Linked DNA regions of Macaca mulatta: region 2 is linked to region 1. Evidence: chromatin contacts called from public Hi-C data. All regions are on one chromosome and are shown on one strand. The core of a region is the stretch at or near the end of the contact, and the rest is flanking DNA. Distances in the headings are between cores, read along the strand shown. Region 1 holds the start of SLC25A46 (solute carrier family 25 member 46). Region 2 holds the start of WDR36 (WD repeat domain 36).

Region 1 (7,564 bases), core at 1,860-4,359:
AAAATAAGATTACTGATAACCAATATTTAGGTTTAGTCTAAAAACAATTTTTAAACATTTATTTTATTAACCTGCTGTTCATTTAAACTTCAAAGTCAAATTCTGATGGGGCCAGGGAAATAATTTAAATGAATGAAGGACTCTGCTGGGGTTTGTGGCAAATTGCAAGGTGTACAGCCTTTAAAGCACAATTACTCTTTAACTCCAATTCATTGTTGCCACATGAGAGTGTGGGCCCAGGGTTTTGAAGCTGTAATTTTTTTCAAAAAAAGATATTCTCATTTTATAGAAAAGCTTCCAATTTTGAAGTCCTGGACAACTATTTCAGAAATTGTTAAAACACTGTCTGGGCCTAATGAAACAAATATGCAGACAGAACCTAAGGGCTAGCAGTTTTCAGCTTCTGATTCCAATCAAATAAAAAATTTTCTATGGTTGGCCGCAGCTGATATTTTACCTACGACTTTACCTTCTATGCTGTAAAAACTAGTTATTCACTGTTACTGATGGAGAGCACTTTATTAAACCAATAACTGCAAGTAAAGCACCTCTAAATTATTAATTTGAAAGGGTACTTAGGGATAACCAAAATCGGTAAATACAGTTCTCTTCTTCCCCATCTCTTCAAGTTTTAAATAGTTTGAGGCTAGCTGTTTAATTAATCGGAGTAGGTTACTGGATATGTATGTGCTACTACAGATGGTATGTCTGTTGTGTTACTGGAAAAGTTCACAGCTGGAAACATTCCTATGCATATGTCAGAAGAGAAAAGCTTTCTTCCTGACTAAACTCAAAGTCATAGTGGTGAACTATTACAACCCCAGGGAACCAGACATTAAATTCTAACTATAATACAATATTCACAAATTACAATTCTTTCTTCTCTTTCAAATGAAGCAATTGCCCTCACTATTCCCTTTCAATCAGAACAAGGCCACCTAAGCATGTTCCTGGGAAACTACGCGGTTCACCCTAGAAAAATGTACAAGCTAAATAGAAAGCTTCTTTTACCTACCTAAGGCACTTTTTCCTTAGATTTTACCCTTTTGTTTTGTTTTGAGACGGAGTCTCGCTCTGTCGCCCAGGCTGGAATGCAGTGGTGGGATCTCAGCTCACTGCAAGCTCCGCCTCCTGGGTTCAGGCCATTCTCCTGCCGCAGCCTCCCGAGTAGCTGGGACTACAGACGCCCGCCACCACATCTGGCTAATTTATGGTTTCACCATGTTAGCCAGGATGGTCTTGATATCCTGACCTCGGGATCCGCCCTCCTAGGCCTCCCAAAGTGCTGGGATTACAGGTGTGAGCCACCGCGCCCAACCTTACTCTTTTTATATGTATAGATCATCCCCAAACAGTAACAGAAAATGCTACTAACATTTTCTGGAAGGTGTTAGGAAGATTTACTATTGTTTACTGTGTAAATCTCTTTGGTGTCTAAGTTTGTTGCAAAATTAACATTCACACACCTCTTACGGCTGCAAAATTAACCCCTGGTTGTGTCAAGGAACTCTTCCTCATTGTAACCATCAAAGCATAACTTATGAAAAGATAAAAACATAAACTTTACTGCCTAAGAAGATAACTGTGTAGCAACGGTATATGCATTTTTGAATTATTTGATTTATAACTTGTAAAACCTTTCCAGTATTCTTCTGGACTAGTATTGGGACTAGTACGACACAACGGGAAAAAAGCAAAAAACAAAAAACAGCGAAGAGTCAAAAAGCTAATTGTATGACAATTAGCTAGGTAAGTCATCTATCCTTCTTCACATTCTCATTTACTCACTAGGCATTCGTTAAAGTCTATTCTTCCTAGTTGAATAAATATTATTTTATTTCCAAGTCAAAGTCGAGGAAATGAGAATAAAGCCGATATCTACAATAAATTTAATATTAAATAATACCATTAATCTATTATTCTAACAATTGCAGAATAGAAAGAAGTAGCTATTATTCTTTATGAATAAAAAAGGATGTTGAAAATATGTACATTATGCAGTGTTGCAGCTTTTCTGATATCCCATAGAGAATAATTATGTCATGATTCCAAAGTCCTATCTTGAAATTGTATTCATGTTTCTAACTTTTATATGTAGTTTTTAGGTCAGAAGAAAGAAAGCAGAAGGGAAAATTATAGGAAGGAAACTTTCTAGACTGGGGATCTGAAAAGCAGATAAAACTCCTGTGTTTAAAAAGGAAAAGGAAGGAAACTTTTTTTTTTTTTGCCTATGTATCCCATACTGGATTCTTCTACACATCTTAAAGATGAGAAAACTGAGGGCTCACAGAGGTTAAGTTGTTCAGATTACGAGTGGCACAACCAAGTTTGAACCCAAATTTGCTTATGCTGAAAGGCTTCTCTCTTCAGAACACAAAACTACGAGTAAACACATTCATTAATTAATTAAATCGAGAAAATACAGCTGCCAAAGTTAATCAGGTAACAGTAAATAATCCAAACTCCTTTTTAACTCTGGCCATCAGTTGGGACACCAAAACCTCTAAAAATTCCTACTATGTACCCCATAGCTAAGGCAGATGTCTTTTTTGGAATTGATCCAGGAGAATTCGTTTGCGTGAGGAAGAGGGAGAAGGCCGGCTTCAGGGGCAGAGGACGAAGGAGGGCAAAGGGTGTGGCGCCCGATAGGATGAAAAGGAGCAGGAGGCGGGACCCTCTGCGCCGCTTCCGGGGTCTGCAGGCCTCAAGCCGCCGCCCCACTAACCCACCATCCCTGCGTCGGTCCCCGTGCTTCTCACCACTGCTCTGCCCCTGCACACCGCCGCCGCCGCCAGTGGAAAAGGGTTCTTCCGTGGGGCCTTCGTACGGGGTGGAGGTGGTGGGCACGCCGTAGGGGGGGCTCTTCTCGCCCCAGTGCAGGTTGCGGCTGCCGGGGATGTCTGGGGGAGTCGTCACCCAGTGGCCCAGGTCCGCCCCGGTGCTGAAGGACCTTGCAGGGAAAGCGCCGCCGAAGCCCTGCTCGTCCCGGGCACCGCCCCGGTAGCCCAAGCCATCAAATCCGTCCGGGCGCCGCGGATGCATTGCAGCGGGGGCAGGATGACGCGAGCCCGCCCGGAGCCCACCACCACCCGGGCCACCGCGACCTAAGACCACACAGTTTCCCCTAGGCAGCCGCCGCGTCTGGGGGATATTCTGACAACCGGAAGTCACGTTAGAAACCCGGAAGTCTTGGGAGCACGTGATTATAGCCTCTTCCGGCAACCATTAGTGGGCACGGTTGCTAGGGAGACACGGCGGTAACCTATAACTTAAAACTTTGTTGTCATTAGGGAATAGGTGGGAATATGGTTGTGGGATTAATGAAACACGGTACCAAAGAGATTCCAGAAAGAGAATTGGTGTAGGAATAGGGCCTACATGGGAGGAGGTCAAAGATGCTTCTTGGAGGGAGCCGATAACCCGCGAGTGGAGCTTACCCGGTGAGATCTCGGCCAGAAATACCTCATGTCACAGCTACGCCCCAGATCTCAGTGTATTCTCACGGGGCTGGTGCCTCACCTGCTCCGAGGAAGCTAGTAAAGGTTGGAGTTGTGGAGGGTTGGTAACCTTCTACCTAGCTTTGTCTCCCGCACTTGCGGTTTTGGATAAAATCTATTGAGAGATATGGTACCGCCCAGTGAGCGCGAAAGTGCTATGGACCACCAGAGCAAGCATTTTAAAAGTTCAGGTGAACGTCGGGGGAGAAGGAAACCCACGTACTCGAATACTGCCCTCGTGGAGTGAGGAATTACGGGTTTTACTTTTCTAAGGCTGTAAAGAAACTAGTTTTCTGTCGTATTTTTCCCGATGTATCTAAATCACTCAGGGTATTGAAATCCCAGTTGTATCTTTCAAAATCGGGACCTCTAATTAAATAACTGAGAAGAGTTCTGTAGAGGGTCCCCTACTACCTGTTTTCATTAGGTCCACGGGCTCTTGGGGCAGGCTCCCTCCTCAGATCTGAGGAAGCCTTCCATGGGTTCATCCTATGTTCCTTCAACTCGATGGACGCCCAGGATTCCTAGAGCTTTTCCAAGAGAACTCTGACGTGCTGTTCTCGACCTTCCAGATGCGAACCTTGATTGAAAGTGATAATCAGCTTTGTTTTGAGCGAAGTGACATTTTTGTTTACAGTTTTATCACTACTTTTATTTTTTGTGGGTATGTAATAAGTGTATATATTTATGGGTTACATGAGATATTTTGATACAGCATGCAATGTGTAATAATAACATTTGGGTAAATGGGATGTCCATCACCTGAAACATTTATCCTTTCTGTTGCAAACAATCCAATTACACTCTTCTTCGTTATTTAAAAATGTACAATTAACATTTTTAAATAACGAAGAAGAGTGTAATTGGAATGTTTGTACAATTAACATTTTTAAATAACGAATTGACATTCTTAAATTTGATTGCGATGCAGCATGGACAAAGGTGTTGAGTCTCTTGACAATACTCAAAGGTGTTGAGTATTACTGGTGTACTAATACCAAATTACTGGATAGTTAATATCAAACATAAAAAATATTTATCTATTCCTTTGGAATGATTGGCTCAAGGATGGTATTGTTTCAGGTCGTAAGCTATTTTTTTTTAAGGAGAAAGGTAAGAAGGTCTAATTATGTCTGTACTTTTAATATAAAAACAGTGGCATCTCAGAATTTCACATCCATATGAGTGGAGAAAGGATGAATTATTGAACGGAGAGCAGCTGGGTAGCCAGTTGAGGGGGAAAGCAAGGCAATAAGAGCCCTACCTCACAGCTTACCCTGAAAGTAAAGCTGCAATATACTGTATTTTTCTTAAATTTTTAAAAATTAAATACTGGAAGAAAATAATATAGGCGAATGCCTTTTTTTTTGAGACAGAGTCTTGCTCTGTGGCCCAGGCTGGAGTGCAGTGGTGTGATCTCGGTTCACTGCAAGTTACACCTCCTGGGTTCACGCCATTCTCCTGCCTCAGCCTCCCGAGTAGCTGGGACTACAGGTGCCCGCCACCACGCCCGGCTAATTTTTTTTTTTTTTTTTTTTTTTTAGTAGAGACGGGGTTTCACCGTGTTAGCCAGGATGGTCTCGATCTCCTGACCTCATGGTCTGCCCGCCTTGGCCTCCCAAAGTGCTGGGATTACAGGTGTGAGCCGCTGCGCCCGGCGAGGTGGATGCCTTTTAAACAGTGAGTTGGAAAGTTTTCTAAGAGTACAGCAAAGTCAAAAGCCATGTAAGAAATCAGTAAAAGACTATAATCAATATGACTGTATAAAATTTAAATTTCTATGTAGTAAATTTTAAAATATATAGTAATTACAATTGAAAGGCAAATCACAAACTAAGAAAAATGACATTTTAACATGGTTTAAACAATGGATTAGTATCTTTAATGTACAAAGAGTTCATACCAATGAATAAAGGCAAATCAGAAATATGAGCAAAGGACATGTAGAGGCAATTCATGCAAAAAAAAAAAGGAAATGTAAATAGATAATATCATATAAAAATGTCCTTTACTAATCGAAAAAAAGGTAAATCTTAACAACAATTGTCTTTCACATATTAAGATGTTTAAAAGGGAAAAATCTTTCCAGGTTAGAAGAAAGTATCTTTCATTAATTTCTGAAGTGATATAAAACATAACTTTCTGATGGACAGCAGTTTGGCACTATGTATCAAAAACTGTAAAAATAACCATATTTTTTGACTCCAAAATCTTAGAAAACAAATATAGGGTTTTTTTTACATGTTTCTGGCATGGATAACATACATATGTTTATGGCATGATTGCTCATAATAGGAAAAAATAAGCAGGAATGCAACTATCAAATAATTATTTTTGATTAATAATTTATTATTAAAAGTATATATCCATAGAGTTGTTTAACCAAAATATATTTATTAAGCACCTATCTCGTGTCAGATACTATTTTAAGCAATGAGGCTAGAGTGATAAATAAGCCAGAAAAAGTGCTTGCATTGTTAGAACTGACATTCTAGTTTAGGGAGACAAATAACAGATAAATACATCCTGTCAAATATAGTGCCATGTCAAATAATGACATAATTATATTAAAAAAGCTTAAGTGAGCAATAAAGAAACCTTTTTTAGAATAAGGAAGTACTCTTTGAAGAAGTGACCTTTGAGCAGAGAACTGAATGAAGTGAGAGAGTGACCCATCTGTGAATATGTGGGAGCCAGGCAGAGCTGAGCAGGAGAAAGGCCCTGATAGCAAACTAGGTAGCCAGTGAGAAAGGGTGAAAGTGATAGGAAATGAGAGCTGAAAGGGGGCTAGGTGCCAGATCTTGCAAAGCCTTGCCAGTGGTGAACAAAATTTAGGTTTTTTGAGAGTAGAGGAGTAATGTGACTATGTTGATATTTTATAGGAATGCACCTGGCTTCTGTATGGGGAAGAGTAAAGGTTTCCACCTACTAAAGGCAAGCAGCTGAGGCAAAAGATAGTAATAATTTCATCTAGAGTGATAGTGTAATGGAGATGAGAAGAGTTCAGAGTGAAGACGTTTATAGATTACATTAGAGATGAATATTAAATGACATGAAAATATGTTCAATTTAAAACATGTACAGTATGATCTTCCTTTTAAAAATATTAACAGATACACAATAGAAGAATATGCTAAAATGATGTTATTATATCTGAGCATGGACTTGCATAGTTTCACTTTTTATTTGATTGCTCTAAAAAACTTAGCTTTTTTTCCTAAGAAGAAAAATTATTTTAGGAAAAAAAATAATAGAGCAAGTTTAGTTATGGGCAGACAGCAATAAAGATCTTTCTATATTACTAAATCTGTTCATATCATTTAATCAGTAGTCTCTAGAGCACTATGAAGCTCTATCATCCTGTATTTCTCCAAAATATTTCTGAAATAATTATGCTGAAATCGTCCAGACTTTATTGCTTCAAACTAGTTTGAGAAACTCATAACACAGGAATTAAAACATGCATTTATAAAGTGGCCAATGCATTTTATGAAAACAACAGAATGTTTGTGTTAGTTTCTATTGTGGCACAATAAATTGCCCCCATAACAAATTGAGCAGCTTAAAACAACATTTAATATCTCATAGTTTCTGTAATTTAAAAATTTCAGAGTGGCTTCACTGGATAGTTCTGTCTTAGGTTTTCCATGAGGTTCTAGTTAAGACTTCTACTTGGGATGCAGTCATTTTAGACTTGACTGGGTTTGATTAGGGCTGGAGGATCCCCTTCTAAGGTCTCTTACTCAGACAGCTGTAGAAAGAATGTCTTTATTTCTTGCTAATTGCTGTTAATGAGGTTTCAATTCCTTGCCACATGAAGTTCATAGAACATCTTGAGTGTCCTTATGATGTAACAACTCGGAGACAGACAGCAAGGAGGAAGCACAATGTCGTTTATGAGCTAATTACACCTCATCACTTCTGCCATGTTCTATTTTTTGGAAGAGGGTCACCAAGTCCAACCCCACACTAAAAGGGGAAGAGGATTTGACTCTATCTTTTGAAGGATTGTCAAACAATAGCATTTATATCATTAAAATGACTAAAATATTAAATCACTATATAAC
Region 2 (7,564 bases), core at 2,839-5,338, 330 kb before region 1:
ATGCCTATCAATCTTTAGCATTTCTCACGTGACATATGATTCTTTTCTCAGTATCCTGGTCACACTGACATTTCCATTTCCTCTTTTGGGGCAGGAGAGTTAGTAGACAGAGGATTGTTGTACTTTCATGCTGCAAATTCCATATTAGGATTTGTTTGCATAATCCTGTTTTATAGATTTATCATTTAATTTTGTATTCAACTTAAGTTCCAATGCCTTTCTTCTGCCTTCTAATCTATTATTAAAATTCCTTCCATTGGAAAGAAATACCAAAATGTGAGAAAAGGGGAAACTTTTCCTTACAGTAGAAGGAATGATGGAAAAAGAAAATCACTAAAAGCTATGCTTTATCTGAAATGCCTGAGACAAGAAGTGTTTCAGATTTCAGATTTTTTTGGATTTTGGACTACCTGCATAACCAGGTGAATATTCCTAATCTGAAAGTCTGAAATCAGAAATGTTCCAATGCATATTTCCCTCTGAACATCATGTTGGCTCTCAAAGAGTTTCAGACTTTGGAGCATTTTGGGTTTCAAATTTTTGGATTAAGGATAATCAACATGCATTTGGCAACCATCATATTAATAACTGATTCAGGCAAGTATCATCATAAAATACTAAAAGCAGCAGGTAATAACTTTGAAGAGTACTAGGATATTTACATAGTCCCAGTGCATATTACCAAAAGATACTTATCCGTTACAAAGGACAAAACACTAACTTAATTTTTTTTTAAATTTTCTTTTTTTTCCCAAGACGGAGTCTCACTCTACTGCCTAGGCTGGAGTGCAGTGGCACGATATGGCTCACTGAAACCTTCACCTCCCGGATCCAAGCAATTCTCCTGCCTCAGCCGCCTGAGTAGCTGGGACTACAGGCACCTGCCACCACACCTGGCTAATTTTTTGTATTTTTAGTAGAGATGGGGTTTCACTGTGTTAGCCAGGATGGTCTTGATCTCCTGACCTCGTGATCCACCTGCCTCGGCCTCCCAAAGTGCTGGGATTACAGGTGTGAGCCACCGCACCCGGCCTAACTTTAAAATAGAGCCTGCTAACCAATCACTATCAGGAACAGAACCAACCAACAGCATGTGCCTTCTGATACAATTCACCGTGATTCCTCCCAACGGGTACAACCTGAATCTAATCCTGAAGAAATGTCAAAAAATCTCAAACTGAAGGACATTCTAAATGAGCCTGTACTCCAAAAATGTCAATGTGTCAATGTCATCAAGCACAAAGAAAGTCTAAAGAACCGTTCCAGATTAAAGAAAATAAAGATACGTAACAACTGAAAGCAAAACATGATTCTATCCTGGCACCCTTTTTTGTTGCTGATAATGTAAGTTTATAAGACATACATGTTACCCTGGCTTCTTTATATGTTCTGTAAGTCTCAAATTTATGTCAAAATAAAAAAAATTTTTTTAGATGTGCATAAATTCAGAATAAAGTCCATACTTACTTACTGCAACCAGACTAAGTTTCTGAACCTGTTTAAAAAAAGAAAAAGGGTTAAATTTTCATTAACAAACACAATCATAATAACCTAACACCTGAAGAGTAAGCTATAACCTCACACGTATATTTGCTATGCTGTCCTTCGTAAGAAAGACACTTACTGACTCTAATTTTCATTACTAGGGAAGTTTATATTTTCAACTATATTTCACCAGGAGTAGTAATGGAAGGGGTAGGTAAATGTTTTCTATAATGGGCCAAATATTAACTATTTTAGGCTTTGCAGGCAATGCATGTGGTCTCTGTTGCAACTACTAGCTTCTGCCACCATAGCATGAAAACAGTCATACTTAATACATAAATAATGTGCATGGGTATATCAAACTTTTACCTATAGGTACTGAAATTTGATTTTCACATAGTTTTCATGTCATGAAATATCCTTCTCCCCACCCCCAGCCTACCCCCACAAACATTTAAACATGTCAAAATCATTCATAACTCCTGGGTCATACAAAGCCAAGCAGTGGGCTAGACTGGCTTGCAGACTGTAATTTGCTCACCCCACTCATGGCTACTGATCCAGCTGTATGACCCTGGAAAAATAAGTTCCCTGTGCCTCAAATTCTTCATCTGTAAAACAGGTATTTATTTACTTTATGGGATTGTTATGAGGATTCAACGAATAAATTTGTGTAAAACAGAATGGGGTCAGTCATATAGTAATTGCTCAATACATGATAGCTGCTACCATCACTATCACCACCTATTCACAACTTGTCTAGTTTCCCCTGCAGAAGAAACTGATCTGTAGGACTGTAGGAAGTCTGACTGGGGACAGCATATACAGCCATAGTCATGGGATAGAGCACTTGTAGACCCAATTAGTGACTTAAGTTCATTAGCTCCATTTTTTTTTTTTTTCTTTTTACTCCCAAGTATTTTCTGTTTCAGAGGTCATAGCCCAATGCATTGGTTAATCTGAGCAGTGTACAGTCTGGGTAAAGAACATTTACATGCCATGATGTTACGAATGTATCATCAGTGTTAGCACTAGACGAGACGTTAAAAGCCATCTTTATTATGACTAAATGTCAATGCACAGTAAGTAAATTGTTAACTTTATAAAATGTGCAAATAAGTTACTCTCCTCACCACAGGGTTTCTTTGGAAGTTGAATATAAGGAAAAACACCTGTGTCTGTGTGTAACGCAGTGTCAGGAAAGACACTGTACCAAAGACAAGATTTCAAGAGTTATTTAAGTAATAAACTTAGAAAAATTACATTTCAAGGAAGAAAACATTAACCAGCAAAAGTAAACTTGGCAAGCAAGGAACAAGTGTAGAGAATGGTAACACTAAATACTCTCACATGATATCTTAATGATATGTCTAACCCACCCTGTCTCCATTACCAACTCAGACTCTGAGAAACCCAATTGCTCTTAACCTCAGCTCTGCCCTCACTTTCCTCTTCCACTAACTCAACTGGTTCCTAACTCCCAGCTCTTCTTGCTAATAAGCCATTCACAATCCTCCAAGAGAGACAACTCTACAACATGTTTTCCAGAAAATAAAGTACTTATTTAACACTATTATCATCCTCATCAAGGTTCCCGCTCTCAGAGAGCTTACATTCTTTTGGAGAAGACAAAAGAAACAAGTAAACAAGAGACACTATTACAATGATTTATGAGCCATTAAAGGAGAAAAAAAATCAACACTAACAAGTAATTTATCTGAAATTTACTTTTGTAGTTTATATAAAGGTGCTACGGTATAACGATACCTATCTTGCAAAGAAACAGCTGCAAGGCTTAGAGTGACAGTGCCAGACACTTTGCATTAGCTGAAAATAACTGATTGCCATCAAATACTTTCCCTAACGGTAATTAATCTCACCATCTGCGGTTCTCCCAATGTTACCTAGAGTGAATTTCTAACCCAGCTCGTGTCACCAATAACGTAATAGCGTGCATGTTTTTCTCTCTCATTAAGAATGCAAGAGGTAGAGGTTTGTCTTAATTATGTTTCCACCTTCAAGGGAAGGTCAATATTCACTGAACAAGTATTATTGCCATACAACTGAGGGGTTATCTAGCAGTTTCCCCTTGGCCAGGCTGCCTCTGAAACTCGCCCCAGGAGGACTGCAAGTGCTAAATCAGCACGTGGATGTGACCGATGGCGAAATATTAATAGGACAGGGAGGGGTTAAAGAAGGGAAGCCCGTGGTAGATGGTAAGGGTGAACCGGATTGCTCCAGGACAGAGTTAGGGGCCAAGGAGGGTGGTTCCTGGGAAGTCAACGAAAGAAGTCACTCACGTCATAGGTGTGGAAACTCTTGCCCACGCAGGTTGTTACATAGAACCGGCGCTTGAGCGCGCTGAACCGCACCACGTGTGGAATGTCGTTGCTGAAAAGTCCCAAGGCCCGGAACCCCGCAAACAGCGCGCTGGCCGTGCGCCTTTCTGAGGCCCGTTCCATTGCCGCCGCGATCCCGGCTCCGCTCAGCTCTGGTCCTGAAGGAAAACACGTATCCAGTCCCTTCAGCGTGTCTAGTGGAACAGTCATCTACTAGAGCTGAAGACAGAAGACCGCTTCCGGCGCCCGCTGCGAATCGCGTTTCCGGAGACTGCCCTCAGTGCAACACATAAAGTTCTCCCTCCAGAGCTCACATGAGAGGCGTGACTTTGGTTCCGTTGGCCAAGGTCTCCAGCATGTTGCCTAGCATTGTTCTCCAGCTCTTTTGCGGCGGAAGGAAGCTCCTGAGGTTCCGACGGAACCGCAAGGGCGGGAAGCAAAGAGGGAAGCGCGACGCCCAGGAGAGTGGAGGAGAGATCGACGCCTTGGACATGGAAACGATTTAAACATGTGATTATTTTAAAATGTACAAAAACATGAGACTGGAAAAATTTAAACATTGGATATCTGATTATATTAAGGAATTATGTTTAATTTTTGCATGTGATAGTAGCATTATGATTACGTAAAGATCCTCATCTTTTGGATATATACTGACATATTTACAGATGAAAACTATAATGGGACATTTCAAAGATGACAGAGGGATTCACTCATAGACTCTCTGGGTTGTAGAACTAATTATTTGGGGAAAGGGAACTGCTCACTTGGGCAACTTGGATAACTGTAGATTCCTCCGAGAAAAGGAAGATAAATATTAAATGTTATTGGGACCTCTGGATTAAGTCAGTATTCCTTGAGGTCGGCTGTCAAAAGCAGACAGTAGGGGTTCTAAAGAGGAGCTCATCATAATGCAAAGGGGAGTCTGGGCAGTTCATTAGAGCTAAGTGCCTTAGGATGCTGAAGAAGACTGATTCCAGTGAAGTGGGTGTCAAGACACCTCACTCCTCGAGAGCCAACTGCCTTACCAAGATGTAGCTTTGGGGAACGATCTCTGATCATGTGAACGTTAACTAAAACAGTGGTGACGTTAGAGCCCAGGACCAAAGTTTGACATATGGAATAACCTCTTATCTTACTGTTTTATTTCCATTTCACTTCGTTTATGAAAATGTTTTGGCAGCCTATTCAGATTTGGGTTGAGTGACTAATGTAAATATACTTGTACTTGAGAGGGATAAAGAGAGTATATTTACTAATGTAAATATACTTGTGCTTGAAAGGGATAAGGAGGGTCTGTCTCTACACAGATCAGTGTACTCTCTTGGGTTCCTTCCAGTTCTAAAATGTAATTATTTTATTATGAAACAAAAGTAACTTGTTAGCTAATTTGAATATCTGACTCATACACTCTTGAACAAAAAAAAAAATCTTGATTTATTTTATAGTTCTGGCACAGAGCCTCAAACACTTTGGATGTTAAGATCATTAAGAAGCATATGATAACAGAATGAGAGCTTGTTATTTAGTCCTTGACATGTTGTACTTACTTGTGATTTCATTTGTACCCCGGATTTCTCAATAGCAGTGCACATTTTCAGCCATATTTGTGGTATGACTTAAAAGTGAACAAGTTGCTAATTATTTGTAAACGTTATTTAAATTAAAAAAGAGGGGAAAAGAGCATCTCACTGTACTATTAACTTATTTATTAGGCTTATTTTAATAGTTTAGTGGGTAAGCTCCATAAAGGCAGAGAATTTTTTTTTTCTGTTTTGTTCATTAATACATAACAAGCACCCAGAACAGTATCTGGAACAAAAGGGGTGCTTAATAAACATTTGTTTAAAAAAAAAGTTACATTTAAGTAATAAAATGCTAAAAATGTGGAATGTTCTCTTTTTTTTATGTTAGTCATGTTCCCTCCCAAAGTAATGAGTTGTGTACTTTAGCATCTCCAATATTTAAACTTCCTCCTGTAAGAAGATGTGTCTCTCTGTCCTTTGGCCAAGACTTGCAGTAAATCCTTCATAGTGGAGCACGAATAGGAAGCGTTTGACTTACTTTGGCCAGTGCATATAAGCAAACATGATGTTCAGCAAGTCCCAGCAGATGCTTAAGAGCCATTATCTGTTTCTACCAACTCTCTTGCTCTTTTCTGTTGCCAAAAGAGAAAGGTATGTCTCAAATAGGAGCTGCTTTTTCAGCCTGGGTCCTGAAATGAGAAGGTCTGTAGATAAAGCCTGCAGCTGACTTGAGGTTGCCAGTTTGTAATGTGAGTGAGAATTAACTGTTGTTGCTAGCCAGTGAGATTTGGTGTTTGTTTGCCTTCTAATTACAACCTAGCAAAAGTCTATGTGAATTTTGGAGAAATGTTGGAAAATTAGCATCTAAAAATAAAAATATATAGTTTGTTTTTCTTTATAGAAGTATTAAAGCTGCATTTGCTTAATTCAGTTTTTGAAAAAATGTTGACCAAGACAGGACTAAGCCCCTCCTTTTATCATCAAAGGAGGCAACTCTATATGCTGGTAAAGTTATTTGTCAATGTTCTTTGTTAAAAAAGAAAAAAAAAAGCTCCTTTAACTTTTAAGAATCAAATATCAATTTTTCATTCTATCCTTATCAAAATAAAGGTGAGGGGAAACCATATCAGCAACAAGAAAGCAAAACTTTATGGATATAAAGAAATAAAGAATTATATCAGCAGTAGACTTTCTTGTATTTTGTTTTTTTTTTTTTTTTTTTTTTTTTTTTTTTTTTTTTTGAGACGGAGTCTTGCTCTGTTGCCCAGGCTGGAATGCAGTGGCCCAATCTCAGCTCACTGCAAGCTCTGGCTCCCGGATTCACACCATTCTCCTGCCTTAGCCTCCCAAGTAGCTGAGACTACAGGTGCCCACCACCATGCCTAGCTAAGTTTTTGTATTTTTAGTAGAGACGGGGTTTCACCGTGTTAGCCAGGATGGTCTCAATCTCCTGACCTTGCAATCTGCCCGCCTTGGCCTCCCAAAGTGCTGGGATTACAGGCGTAAGCCACCACGCCTGGCCAGCAGTAGACTTTCATACAGCAGTCTTAGCCTCTGAATGAAGGAGACGAAAGTGAGAATATAGATTATATAAATAGCATAACTAACCATGTAGTCTCAATATGAAAATATCCAACTTTATATGCTTAAATCACAATTTGCAACTTCCTTTTATTGACCATGAAACATTGACACAACTGACTGTATACTATACTAGTCCACCAAGAAAGCCTGAGTATATTTAAAAAAACAGAGATATATGATCCACATTGTTACAACATTTGGGAAAGTTCTTACTAAATTAATATAATGCATCCTCTTGCCCATTACTTTTAATTGACTTAATTTAAATGACTAATTTTATATTAAGACATCTATGGAATACATAGAATAAAATATATAAATTATACAATTTTTTAAAGATAAAGCAGAAGATTCAAAGAAACTGCACTTAGTGGGATGACTTTGAGTTGTCTCCTTTCTCCCTAATCCTCAATTCATTTAGGGGAATTGGGCCCAAAATTTTATGAAAAATTGTGTGTATTTATTTTCATAGTTCAGTAAAATCTAGTCAGTGAATCCCTACTAAAATGGAGTTAATATACTTAAAGAAATTTCTCTTGTAATAGCATTTAAGGGTTTGGGTCAGGTCTTCAGAGGAAGATTTTTAGAAAGGCATGTCTTGATTTTCCTCAGGACAAAAGAAACTGCCTA

Evidence for each region. Hi-C and Micro-C count contacts between places; a contact is called where the count stands out from the background.
Region 2: a Hi-C map of fetal cortical plate shows a contact between it and region 1, with 3 times the contacts expected there. The contact joins the promoter of WDR36 here to the promoter of SLC25A46 in region 1. A contact is called at or near these places in 3 of 14 Hi-C or Micro-C datasets (fetal cortex germinal zone, fetal cortical plate and liver).

What each region holds. Positions count from the first base shown.
Region 1 is chr6:119,552,956-119,560,519 of T2T-MMU8v2.0, reverse strand. SLC25A46 (solute carrier family 25 member 46) reads right to left here and starts at 3,109. Exons shown (of 8, transcript NM_001266009.2): 1 at 2,760-3,109. The coding sequence starts at 3,042. It overlaps TMEM232 (transmembrane protein 232), which reads left to right and starts at 3,228. Exons shown (of 14, transcript XM_078004471.1): 1 at 3,228-3,440; 2 at 4,070-4,161.
Region 2 is chr6:119,888,486-119,896,049 of T2T-MMU8v2.0, reverse strand. WDR36 (WD repeat domain 36) reads right to left here and starts at 4,088. Exons shown (of 23, transcript XR_013418193.1): 1 at 3,786-4,088; 2 at 1,468-1,495. It overlaps TSLP (thymic stromal lymphopoietin), which reads right to left. Exons shown (of 4, transcript XM_078004476.1): 4 at 4,135-4,308. The coding sequence ends at 4,135.